3 separate regions of the Zea mays genome follow, and all the other regions are linked to region 2. The links are chromatin contacts, called in public Hi-C maps. All regions are on one chromosome and are shown on one strand. Each heading gives the region's core, a stretch centred on a gene start, on an enhancer-like site or on the middle of the called end of the contact. The rest is flanking DNA. Distances are from core to core; before and after follow the strand shown.

Region 1 (4,307 bases), core at 329-2,828, 290 kb after region 2:
AGAATACAAAGAGGAATATCCTAAAAACAGTAGGTACCTCAAACATATTCAGGAGCTCACGCACAAAAACCTATCAACAATGGATTGGTAAAACACAACAATTCACTCACAAAGCAGTGGATTCGAAGCAGTTGAGGTTGAATTTTTTTTATAGCAAACAACAGTAGTGGACGGAGGAGGTGTGGAAGAGGAATGGACCTCGCCGTCGCAGATGAACTGGCACCACTCATTGTAGGTCGGGTGGGTTGAGTGGCGCTTGTGGAGATGAAGAAGTGGTCGCATTCTTATATCCCGAGAGGCAGCAGGCCGACCAGCGGGTCAGCGGGGCGTACGCGCGGTTGTTACAGAGGCTGTTCGCCGCCGGTGGGGACGCGTAGCGAGCACTTATTGTGGAGGGAGGCTGTTGTCGGTGACATAGGGGAGGGGGTGCGAACGCTCCTATTGGCCCGTGGAGACGCCCGAGGATGACGCCATGTCGCGGAAACGGGGGAGGACGCGCAGCTTGTGCTCGATGCGGAGGTTGTTGGCCGGCGACGGCGGAGCGGACGTTCTTGTTGGCCGACGGTGACGGGGAAGACGCGTAGGGGAGGAGGCGTTGGGTGGTGGCGATTCATGGCACAGGCACCCGCGTGGATCTGAGCGAGGCGGGGAAGACACGCGGGATAGGAGGCGAAGTGGAGGCCGGGAGGGGGACGAGCGTCTAGATCCTATCTGTCGGAGATCCTACGGGCAGAGAGAGAGATAGGGTAGAACCACGGTGCACACGGTCTACATTAGAGTCTTATAGAGTAGTAGAGATTTATGCAATATTTATTCTTATTTGAAATAATGTACTTAATAACATAAAAAAAGATCAACATCAAATTTGATACATATATATTTTAAAATATTAATTTTGTTTTAATAGTTTAGATTACCACTTTCATCCCTATTGTTTAAGAACGAAAACTTTTCATCGAGAAAAAAATTTACAACACCTTAAAACAATTTAGTATTCACAATACTTTAGTTTTGAACATAGAGATTTTACCTACATTCTCAAACACCATTATGTATAATATACTTTTTGTTTTTTTTATTTGTCGTCATTTATTTCAAAAATGAACTGGACGGTAAATAGTTTAGTTTTGAACATCGAGGTATTCTTAAATTCCACAATATTATTAGGAAAAAAACTGTGTTCCTAATCGCCCTTCGTGTACAATCGCATCGTCACGGCCTCACGGGCCCGCGGTGCCGCCGCCGCTACCGCGACCACCACCTCCATGTGGGGGTTCGGAGCTCCCGATGCTGGGTTCCTCGCCAACGCCGGCGCGGGGACCCGCTTCGTGCCCCCTCCACCTTCCGCCCCGCACCCGCGGAGGGCCTCCTCCTTGGCGGCTGGCGCGCGCTCGACGCCCGACATGGCCGCGCCCTCCTGCGCCGGGACACCCCCCGCGACGCGCCCGTTGACCGGGAGCTCGCCGTCTGGGACTCGCCACGGGCCGCCGCACGGACCTGACCCGCCTCCCCTGGTCGCTCTACACCCCCCCCACCCCCCCCCCCCCCCCCCCCCCCCCCCCCCCCCCCCCCCCCACACACACACACACACACAGGTAGAACGCCGCTCTGCGGCGCTACGACCGCCTCCGCCTGTGACCACCTCAGACTGCTGCTGCGGTGGCCACTTCCTCGTCATCGTGGTGGGCACCCACCACGCGGAGATGTTCGCTCACGTCTAGTCGTCGGAGGCGGGCGCGTTGAACATGCCCACGTCCGCTCGGCGAGACCCGACGAAAACGTCGACTTCGCACCAGCCCGCTCGCCGGGAACACGCTCTACCTCGCATTCCAGACGAGCGCGACGGCCCTGGAGTACGACTTGGGTGGGCACGCGGGAGATGCCGCCGCTGCCATGCCTGGACTGGCAGCGCGTTGTGCTCGCCACCAGGGACGATGGTCGTCTGGGACTCGCCATGACAGGCAAGTCCACGATCTACCTGTGGGCGAGGGAGGCACCAGCTCGGGGAGATGGGAGTTGGCTACAGACCAGAGCCATCAAGTTTGACACGCTGCTCCCTGTCGGTGCCTTCTCGGCCTTTTATTGATTTGGTTAGCTTAGTTTTGTGGATGGCGTCGGTGTAGTTTTTTGTGCGGACTTGCGATGTACTCTTCACCATTGATCTGAAGTCTCTCCGGGCCTCAAAGGTATCCAAGGACACACTTTTTAATGTGGTTATTAGCTGGTATGCAGAACTACAGTATATCAGTTGCTAAGCTAACAATCTGATTTTTGTGACCTTGATATCATAGGTGGTCTACAGAGTAATTACACGGATCATACATGGTAATGGCTCAGTGGTTCACTTAGGGCGTGTTTGGTTGCAGGACAGGGACATCCCCTGTCGTCCTCTTTTGTCCCTCTAATTTTGAGAAACAACTGGGGACAACACTGGGATAATCATATCCCAACCCTTGACCCTAAACCAAACAATCTTATTTGAGGGATCGTTTTATTTGAGGGGTCGTCCCATCCTATTATTGCAACCAATCGCATAGTAAAAACGCATAGTGAAGGCAAGGAATTCAACTGTCAAAGAAAAATAAAAAGTCAATCAGAATAACCATGTGAAGGCAAAAGCAGTCCCAAAGGTCATACATGTGCAGGGACTATTGACTCTGTGTATGTCTCTTTATATGTCTTTTCTTCTTGAAACCGACGCCCTTTCTCTCCTGGGAGCTTTGACGTGAAGCATAGCATACATAGTTTGAGAAACATTAAAACTCACCTTGTGTTTTCTTACCCATCTTGCAGTGTTCTCTTCCTGAGAAAGAGAGGACGGGCTCACATGGAAAGTTTCCTTTCTGTAGCCCTGGGTGAATTGGTGACTAGATCAATAAATTTCATCATCAACAAGTTCTCGAAGCCGCCGACACTTGCCATGGAGGAAAGCCTACAAAGGACTCTTCTCCGAGCACAGGTCATCGACGAGGAGGCCATGGGGCGGCACATTCCAAATCAAGCCATGATCCAGCAGTTAGGCATGCTGAGAGATGCCATGCACCGGGGCTCTTACGCACTCGACGCCTTCAGGTACAAGCCTCACTATGGAGAGGACGACAGTGTTCAAGTTGTGAGTGGATTCATGTCCCTATCCAAGTTACCCTTTGCAAAGGATCCCTATTTCTTCAGTCGAACTGCACAGTCTCGGGAACAACTACAAGAGGCACTTGACAGATTGGGCTCCATGATTGTTGATCTGAATGAGTTGGTGATGTTCTTGGCGAGCTACCCTCGTCTGCATCGCCAACCTTACAGCATGCATATCTTACTGGGTAACTGCATGTTTGGTCGCCAGGTGGAAGCAGAACTTGTCATTAATTTTTTGCTGCACACACAGCCTCATAGCTCTGAAGAACTGGAGGTCCTGCCAATTATCGGTCCATGCAGAGTCGGCAAGAGCACCCTAGTCGCTCATGTTTGCAAAGATGAAAGAGTCCAAGATCATTTCTCAGAAATCTTGTGGCTGAATGACCTTGCTTTTACAGATGACGAGCGAGCTTTCAGACAGGGATATGCAATGGAGCATCAGAATCAAGTGTCGAACTGGAACAAAGACAAGAGATCGCTAGTTGTTATAGAACTATCTGGAAATCTCCATGAAGATGCTTGGAACAGGTTCTATCTTGCTTGCAAACGGAGCTTTTGTAGCGGGAGTAAAATCGTAGTCACAAGCAGTTCAGACAGAGCTGCAAAGTTTGGAACAGCACAGGCTCTAGCTCTGAAGCATCTATCTCATGAAGCATACTGGTATTTCTTCAAGACACTTGCGTTTGGAAGCATGGATCCTGAGACACACCCAAGGCTTGCACAGGTAGCCATGGAGATAGCCAGAACGCAGAATCGTTCAATCAACGCCGCGTACATCATCTGTTATTTGATGAGGAACAATTTTAACATCCACTTTTGGTGCAAGGTTCTGAGGTTCTTCAGAGTGTTCGTCCAGAAGCATGTCTCCAGATTCGGCACGCATCCATACGATCTTCTGAACCAGAACAGACCAATAAGGATTAGCCGAATGGGTACAGCTTCTGAATATTTCACTATTCATCGTCAGTATCATTGCTCTTCACAAGAGGAGGTTCCTAAGATAAGAGTCCACGATGTGGTGTATGGAAGCATGAAGACTTGCAGAAAATTTGAGGTCCTATCATGGAGATCTCCAATACCCCCCTACTACAGCTATGCCAATACTTATGAGATTCAAGAGCGAAGGACTACAAGTGCCAAGAGGAAGCGTTCTACGGAAGATGGAGTCACATTTTGCT
Region 2 (4,040 bases), core at 450-2,949:
GCCTGAAACAAACTGAGCAAGCTCTTGATACAGGTCGTGCATAACAAACTTCCCTTCGCTGAGAGCATGAGATGGGGAAGGGTGGAAGAAGCACCTTGACACCAAGTCATTGAAGTAACCATTGGCGATCGCTTCAAGGCTGCAGTCTCCTTCAGCATCCACAAAGCCCTGCGCAGTCCACAGCTGGACTAGCAGATCTTTGTCGAACACGAAGCCCTTTGGAAACAATGAACAAAACGCGAAGCTGCGCTTCAGCGGCATGGACAGGTGGTCGTAGCTCACCTTCAGCACCGGCAGTACCAGGTTCTTCACCTCATTGTCAGCCCACAAGTCGTTATTCAGGACTTCATTCCAGTGCTCCCAGACGGCTGAAGTGCTCAGGACGCTACCAGCTGCCTCTGCCGCCAATGGCAAGCCGTGGCATTTCTTGGCGATCCTCTCACCGATCTCAACGAGTTCTTTGTGGACGTTGGCACCGCTATTTGGCAGTGCCCGTCGCTGGCATACAAGCCAGCAGTCTTCATCTGACAAGCATTTGAGATGATACACCTTGGTGCTCACCATCCTGGCAACCTTGTTGCTCCTCGTCGTCACGGCAACCGCACTCCCTGGCGCGCAGTGGCTCAGCGGGGCCGTCAGGCTGTTCCAGTGGCTGGGATTGTCATCCCACACGTCGTCAAGAACGATCAAGCACCTCTTCCCGGCAAGGTGCTCAACTATGAGCTCATGAAGCGTGCTCAGCTCGCCGCACTCCGGGCGCGATCTGGTGATCGCCTCAACAATCTTGCGGGTCACGCTGACAACGTCAAAATCCTGGGAGACCCAAACCCAGCGCGTCAGTTCAAAGCACGACTTCACCGTCTCCATGCCGCAGACGTGCTGCATCAGAGCAGTCTTGCCGACGCCGGCCATCCCGACGATGGGCACGACGGCGTAGCTCGTCCCGCCGTCCGGATCCCCGAGGACCAGCGCGGCGACCCTCTCGACGTCGCCATGCCTCCCGTGGAGGCGCTCGGTACGGGGAAGCACGCTGCTTGGCACGAGCGGGCTGGCCGCGGGCCGGGGCGCGCAGCCGCCGTCGCCTGGCCGCAGCCGGAGCGTCTTCCTGTCCGACGCGATCTCTTCGTACCTCGCCCAGACGTCGTCGATCTTGCGGCGGAGCCGCCTCGCGGGCGGGGGCGCGAACAGCAGCGCCACCTCCCGGCGCTGCTTCCGCGTCGTGGCGGCGTAGAGCAAGTCTTGCTTGAGCTCCTCCAGCTGCGCCGAGCGGCGGGACTCGTACTCCAGCTCCTCGACCACATCCTCGGCCCGGTTCTCGAGGTCGCCGAGCTCGGCCAGCCACAGCTGGACGGAGCAATCGGTGACGGACAGGCTCTCGGCGTCGCGGAGGGTGGCGCGGATCCGCCGCAGTTTGGACTTGAGCGCCATCAGCTCGTCGTCGTTGACGGTGGTCGGCTCGGTCGCCCGCCCGAATGGCTCCAGCAGTGGCGACGCGAGCTTCTTGGACTTGACTGCAAAGTGAAGCAGCGCATCTCGCAGAGTGTGGATGATGGTCGTCGTCTTCTCTCCATTGTTGTCCATTGCCGGATCAGTACGTGGCGCGAGAACTCGATGGTTGGTTTGGAGATTGGATTAGTAGAGAATCAGCTGTTGGTGGCTTGGTGCGTATTGCGTAAAGCTGCTGTGACTGTGAGGCTGAGAACGAGGAGGGGTTTGGCTGACACCTGACAGCTCCCGCAAGCGTTGACGAAGACTTCGCTTGGTTGGCACGGAGAGGCTCAGTACTCGAATGGCCCCACCACTTTATCTTCTACTAGAGGAGCTAAAGAAAATGGACCGACGCTCGCGTGCTGGTGCCCGCGCGCTAACACTTTAGATTGTTTATTTCTTATCCTACAATTTTCACTCTATGATAAATCGATACACGAAGACCAAGGTGTTACGACCGTCTATTATATATGCTTCTGAACTTAATAACATTAGTATATGTTTCTATCTCAAAACAAATAACATAGTCTTAAGGGAAATTAGTGAAATTTATGACCTATTAATCTAGAATCATATGCGCGTTCTATTAAACCCAGTACGTGATTTCAGATCATGTTGGGTGGAAGTCCAAGTCCTCAGTGAGAGGAGTTGCAAGCATTTGCTCTCTATGTATATGCTCAAGTTTATCTGTTTGATCATGTACTTTCTTATTTATATCATAATGCTTAATATAGTATAAAATCGGATGGCATACCAGGAATTTTTCCTAATATCAACCTGTTTGATGGCAGCACTTGACTTTTTATTATAGGAGTAACATACTGTTAGTTCATTATCGAAGTATAGCTCCGGTGACTTTGATATGTTTTCTATTCTTTTAAATAAAGTATAAATTTGTTCAGCCACCTAGTTTGTTAGGTTGTTTCATAACATATAATAAACTCAACATATATTATCGACGATACCGTGATTGTTTGATTTGAGCTTTTCCATGATATAGCTCGTCCTGCGAGTGTGAATATGTAATCTGTCACACCCAGTTTTGGAAGGCAAACTGAATACGAACCATGTACGTGGCAGGATCAGAAACTCACGTACACAACAGTTACATAATTAGACATCATCACACATTGCTCAAAGTAAATAGCGGAAATAATACTTTATTACATCAAGATGTCCAAGACATCCACAAAGTCATTAACATAACATTGTCATTAATATTATCAAAGTGCGGAAAAGCGAACATAGCAGATAAGGCCTTCATAGGCAGCTGACTGTGGATTTTCCACTAACATAACTAAAACTCGACCTAGTCCTAAAACTCCTCAAAGTCCTCTACGTTGACTGTATCTCCTCCTGAGCACTGAATACAGTGGGGATAACCTGGGTGGGGGTGGTTTTTAAAGCAAGGGTGAGTACACATCAACGTACTCAGCAAATGTCTCGTTTGACTAAAGTGGACTAGCTGTATGTAGAGTTAAGGTTAAGCAGTTGTTTTTAGTTGGTCAGGTATTTATTACCTAGTAGTAAAGCCATGTTTTAGCAATAAACCTAGTTATTACCCAAAAGTACTCCCTCCAAGTGGAAATACCAGAGATCAGAGTTATATTTATCATCATTAACCATAATCATAAAAGTATCCAAAGTTCTTCTAATCAAAGAGGATTCCAAAGTTGCTCTTAACCGGGAGCACGACTGATATACCAGTTTCTAACACTCTGCAGAGGTTGCACACTTTACCCACGAGTCGTGATCCTTTTTTGCCTCGGGTCGATCAAACCCTCAAACATTACCAAGGTGAGTAGGCAAGGTTTCACTACGTAGCCTTTACAAAGATTCCCTAGAGGTCATAGCAGCCCATTAGATTTCTCCAGTTTGATAAACACAGTACTTCTCCCCACAAGAAGGGTGACTAGCAAAATCAAATCGAAAGAATCTCAGCAACCAGTCTCGGTAGAGCAAGTACTGTGCCCGGACCCCATTGATGGCCCTACGGTGAAGCCAACTACACCTCAAGTTCCTCTAATTAATCAGCTAAGGGCGTCCCATTCCACCCTCATGGTTGCACTGTTATCCTAGTAGTCACTCAACAAACAGGTCCTTACGGAGAGGTACTCAGGAAACAGCCTACGTCCCTTAAAGTATCACAAGATCATTATCGGGATAACATCAGCGTATCATAAATGTTCACATCATGTTCGTTGATTAAGGTAAAGCAATAGCATAAAGCTAACCATGATAACCCAAAAGGTAAACAAGGATAAGGTAAATACAGACTAGTAATCCTTAGGTTTCAATAAAGTAATGTGAGACGGTGAATTATGAAATAAGCAGGACATAGTAGGTCAGAGGACACTTGCCTTCGCCAGGTTGTTGCTCACGAAGATCTCCGACAACACACTCAGGAACTCATGCATTCAATACATTTGGATAAAGACGAATGAATAATACACCAAACATATACAATCAAGTGAACACAAGTTTGACAGAACAATATAAACACAAAAGGTAAACTTGGGTTCTAGGGTGAACTAGCACACTTAGAAGTTTGT
Region 3 (4,095 bases), core at 1,513-4,012, 380 kb after region 2:
AAAAGGGTTCTAACGAGCCTAGCTGTATGGATGTTGGAGAGATCCTATATTTATGAAGGAAATAAATTATTTAAATCAGGTTTTTTGTTTTCATGCATACCAATTCATTTTCTTTAAACGCACATTCTTGTCATCGTAAATTTATGTGCATGCAGTAGGAAACCGATTTTTTATGCGGTGTACTACACTGCATAAATATCTATATCATGTAGCATAATTAATATAAGTATGTCATAAACTGGTTCTAACTAGTCTAACTGTATGGTTGTTGTAGAGATCCTATTTTTATGGACGAAATAAAACATTTAAATTAGTTTTTTTCATGCATGCAACAGGAAACGAATAGGCATTCCAAATTTTTCACATGTAAATAAAACAAACTTCGCGCATACAGGGGATGAGACGCGTGAGTGCGTCTAGCGACCAAGCCGGTCAGGTGGTGTAGGGGACCTGGTTGGGGCTTCCGGTATAAGTTCGGAAGTCCAGGGCTCCCATATATATATATATATATATATATATATATATATATATATATATATATATATATATATATATATATATATATACTATACCTCTCATGTATTCTTGCACATTTTAATGGCTATTGAATACTGTAGAAATCTCCACAATCCTACCTTAATCGATGTAATATCCCTCCCCTATATTCTATAGCTAGAAGTTATTTCTCTCAACAAATGTTGTACTTTATCTTTTTTTATTTCTTCTCAAACACATGCTCTGGACCTCTTCTCTCTATTTTCATTTTCCTACACCTTATTTTGTTTTTTTAACTATGAGGTGAAGGTTGGTTCTGTGGTAAGGTATACAAAGATATAAAAATTGTCACAATCAGACACAAAGTGGCATGAAATGACAACATGCGAGGGACAAAGACATACAAAAGTTAGAGTGCTAAGTGATCACCTAGGATAGGACATTATAGGTCATATCTTTAGAGGTTAAATATAAAGTCTAGGTGATTGTAGGAATACTCTATCCATTACCGTAAATGGTCAAAGTTACGATGCATTTGTAATGATTACAAGCTAAAGAAGTAAAGTCACATACTTAAATGGCAATCTGGAAGATAACGTGTGCGAGGACAATATTAGCAGATCATATGCTTAGAAGCATCAAGCATGGTATATAAAATCTTGATGATGAAAGCAATGCTATGTTATTTGCCATAAATAACCAATGGAACACTTCAAAAATAATTAAAATAACCACATCAGGTGTAAAATTGAACATAACAATGAACACGAGGAGGAGGAAGTGGGGATGGGCAGAAGGGTCACGTCGAATGTGGTGGGGTCGAGCGATGGTAGGGTCTATGACAAAAATGTACATTAGCATGATATGGTTGCGTAATGTTAGCCATAACCGGTTCCAATCATGTGCCTGGATTTAGGCTATATTTGATTTCACTCATATAATCATTATCTAAAACTTTAGTTACCTTGAAAATAAACACGCTCGCAAATGGACATCTAACATTAGTTAATAATAAAGGGTGATTAGCTTGTACATCTTAGGTTTTTACTTGTCCCGGTCCTTTTGCCTATATTAGCTAGTCCATTATCTAGTGAATCAAACATCCTACTAAACTAACGCAAAACATGGACCTAGAACAACATTTTTTGGGTCATTATTAATGTCTACATTGGTCAACGATGGTTTGACCGTGATGTCGCCCTGATATTGGGCCTGTTTGGTTCAGTTTTTTTCTGACCAACTTTTCTGAGAATCTGACTGTGGTGAGAATCTGGCTGTGGGGATAATCTGAGTATCGTGAAGATTACGTGTGGAGAAAGATTAAGGGCCCCTTTGGCAGGGCTCTGGCTTCTCCAAAAACGGCTTTAGCTCTGGCTCACGAGGTGAAACCACTTCTTTAGATGAGCCAAAGCTATTCTAAAAATCATTTGGCAAAACGCCTTATAGGTTGTTTTTCAGAAAGACCCTTGTATATGTATATCTCTCCTGTACGTGGCTAGGATTGAGGGGAGGACCAAAAAATAATAATTTGGACTGGTGGGAGGGCTATTGTGCAAAAATAACGTGAGCTGAAGCCGGGTGAGCCACTTTTTTTGGCTCATGCCCTCTAGTTCATTTTGGAAAAGCACTTCACTGATGAAGCCATTTGAAAAAGAGGTGTTTGGCACAACTTTTGCATGAGCCAGAGCCGAAGCTGAAAAATAAGCCCTACCAAAGGGGCCCTAAGTAGTCCAAATGGTTCAAGATCTAAAAAGCGACGAATTCCTACTATCGTGACGACTTGACCGATTTTATGTTCATATTGATTTTAAATGGTTTTTATTAAATTAATTTTTATAAAAGCTGACTAAAAAGATGAAACGTTTGACGGTCTATATCAGCCTGCAAAAAGCCCAAACAAATATGGGCATTGACATATGGCGCGAGCGGAGAATGCCTCCATGAACCTTCCTTGGTGAGGCAGTCACCCTACCCTACCCTAGGTCCTAGGAGGGTATGATAAGCATCTGGTGACGGCGAGTTAAGAGCAGTTCAAACTTCAAAGCAAAGGTAAAACAGAACACCTGGTCTTACGCCTGCCAGCAACAAACTCGATGGAAAGATCGGAAAAAAGACACGCAGGCCTGGCTCCCGGCCAAAACTGCCCTGCTATCCCGTCTTCCAGACGCAGAGAAAAAGCAGGGGGGCTGCAACGGAAACAAAAACTAAAATAATCGTACTGTCCAGAACGGAAACTGCCCTCGCTTCGCTTCCTCCTGTTCTTCTCTCCCCTCCTGCTACTGCCGCCCGGCTCCGCTCCGCTCCCCTCCCGAACCCCGTTCCACCTCCACCCGCCGCTCCCGTCCCGTCCCGTCCATACCCGCGCCGCTCTCGACTCGCTCCTCGACCTCAAGGCTACCTACCTCGACGGGCCCCGCACCGTACCCGCCCGCTAGCTCCCGCGGCTGCAGCAGCAGGACGAGCTCGCCGCCGCCGTGCACTAGGTACGTCCGCCTCCTCGCAGTCCCGTTCTGGTGGTTCTCGTGGCGGAGCGGGAGGTCCCCTCCTCTCCCGCGCCGCCGTTTACTGGCCCGCGCCCGCAGCCAGTCCGTGTTGACCGTTGCGTTGCTCTGCCTTTTGTTTTCAGAAGAAGAGGTCGCTGTCGGTCGCCCCGCCCCGCCCAATCCTGGTTCCTGGACCTGCGCCGCGTCGTTTCGCCTCAGGTAGGCTTCCCGTCTTTGCCCCGCGCGTCAATTCCACCTAGGCCACGGCGGCTTTGGAGGAGCTAGGGGGCGTTCCGAGCAGTTCCTGACATTCGTTTCGGGGTGTATAGTATAGGGTATTAGACGATGTATGCTTGCACTACTAGCAGTATAATTCCTGTTTAGTGTTGGCCTGCCTGAGCCGTTCATCCCGTTTGCTGTGCTCCCCTATTCCCTCTGGTGCAGGTTCCAGTGTCTCGATTTGCCAGGATAACTTGTATAATTGAAGCTTTCCTTTGTACGATGATGGGGGCATGCCATGGACCAGAACTGAGGGGGCTAGGGTTTGCTATGTGGTAGTAGCTCCTGCTTCAGGTGGCGTCAGCTGTTCTGGGTGGGGTAATATGATGAAACAGATATTTGGACGGCGCAAGGCGTCCAAAACCGCAGACAAGGAGTTCACTGGTGGGAGGACGTTCAGCCAGCTGTCGGGGTCTGGAGTTGCTGACCTGAGTGGCCAACCGCCAATTCTGTCGAGTACTGGGCACGCCTATGGGAGTGGAAACCGTACGGGGTTCCAAGACTCGAGGATAAATGATAATTTGTTTTCTTCCAACTTCCGTCCGTTGCCGAGCTTTAAGGATGTGCCGAATACAGAGAAACAGAATCTGCTCATCAAAAAGTTGGACGTTTGTTGCACTCTGTTTGACTTTACGGATGCGTCAAAGAACATGAAGGAGAAGGAAATAAAGACGCTGATGTTGTTGGAGATAGATGAGTATGTAAGGACTGCTAACGTGAAGTTCCCTGAGATCGTTGTGGAGGCAATCACAAAAATGATTTCGGTGAACTTGTTCAGGACACTAATTTCCCCACCTAGGGAGAAGAAGGCGCTTCAAGCTTTTGATCTAGAAGAGGA

What was found. Hi-C and Micro-C count contacts between places; a contact is called where the count stands out from the background.
Region 1: a contact with region 2 is called in a Hi-C map of leaf, with 5 times the contacts expected there. The contact joins the promoter of LOC100193379 here to the promoter of LOC100383222 in region 2. A contact is called at or near these places in 9 of 25 Hi-C or Micro-C datasets (bundle sheath, ear, leaf and 3 more).
Region 3: a contact with region 2 is called in a Hi-C map of ear, with 2.1 times the contacts expected there. The contact joins the promoter of LOC100382877 here to the promoter of LOC100383222 in region 2. A contact is called at or near these places in 2 of 25 Hi-C or Micro-C datasets (ear and leaf mesophyll).

Annotation. Positions count from the first base shown.
Region 1 is chr7:29,548,204-29,552,510 of Zm-B73-REFERENCE-NAM-5.0, forward strand. LOC100193379 reads left to right here and starts at 1,579. Exons shown (of 2, transcript NM_001310441.1): 1 at 1,579-1,961; 2 at 2,794-4,307. The coding sequence starts at 1,894. It also overlaps the pseudogene LOC118473016.
Region 2 is chr7:29,258,996-29,263,035 of Zm-B73-REFERENCE-NAM-5.0, forward strand. LOC100383222 reads right to left here and starts at 1,700. Exons shown (of 3, transcript NM_001175884.1): 1 at 1-1,700. The coding sequence starts at 1,581. It overlaps LOC103632191, which reads left to right. Exons shown (of 7, transcript XR_002263601.3): 7 at 1-1,955.
Region 3 is chr7:29,641,070-29,645,164 of Zm-B73-REFERENCE-NAM-5.0, forward strand. LOC100382877 (Serine/threonine protein phosphatase 2A 59 kDa regulatory subunit B') reads left to right here and starts at 2,763. Exons shown (of 5, transcript NM_001175569.2): 1 at 2,763-2,978; 2 at 3,122-3,197; 3 at 3,423-4,095. The coding sequence starts at 3,491.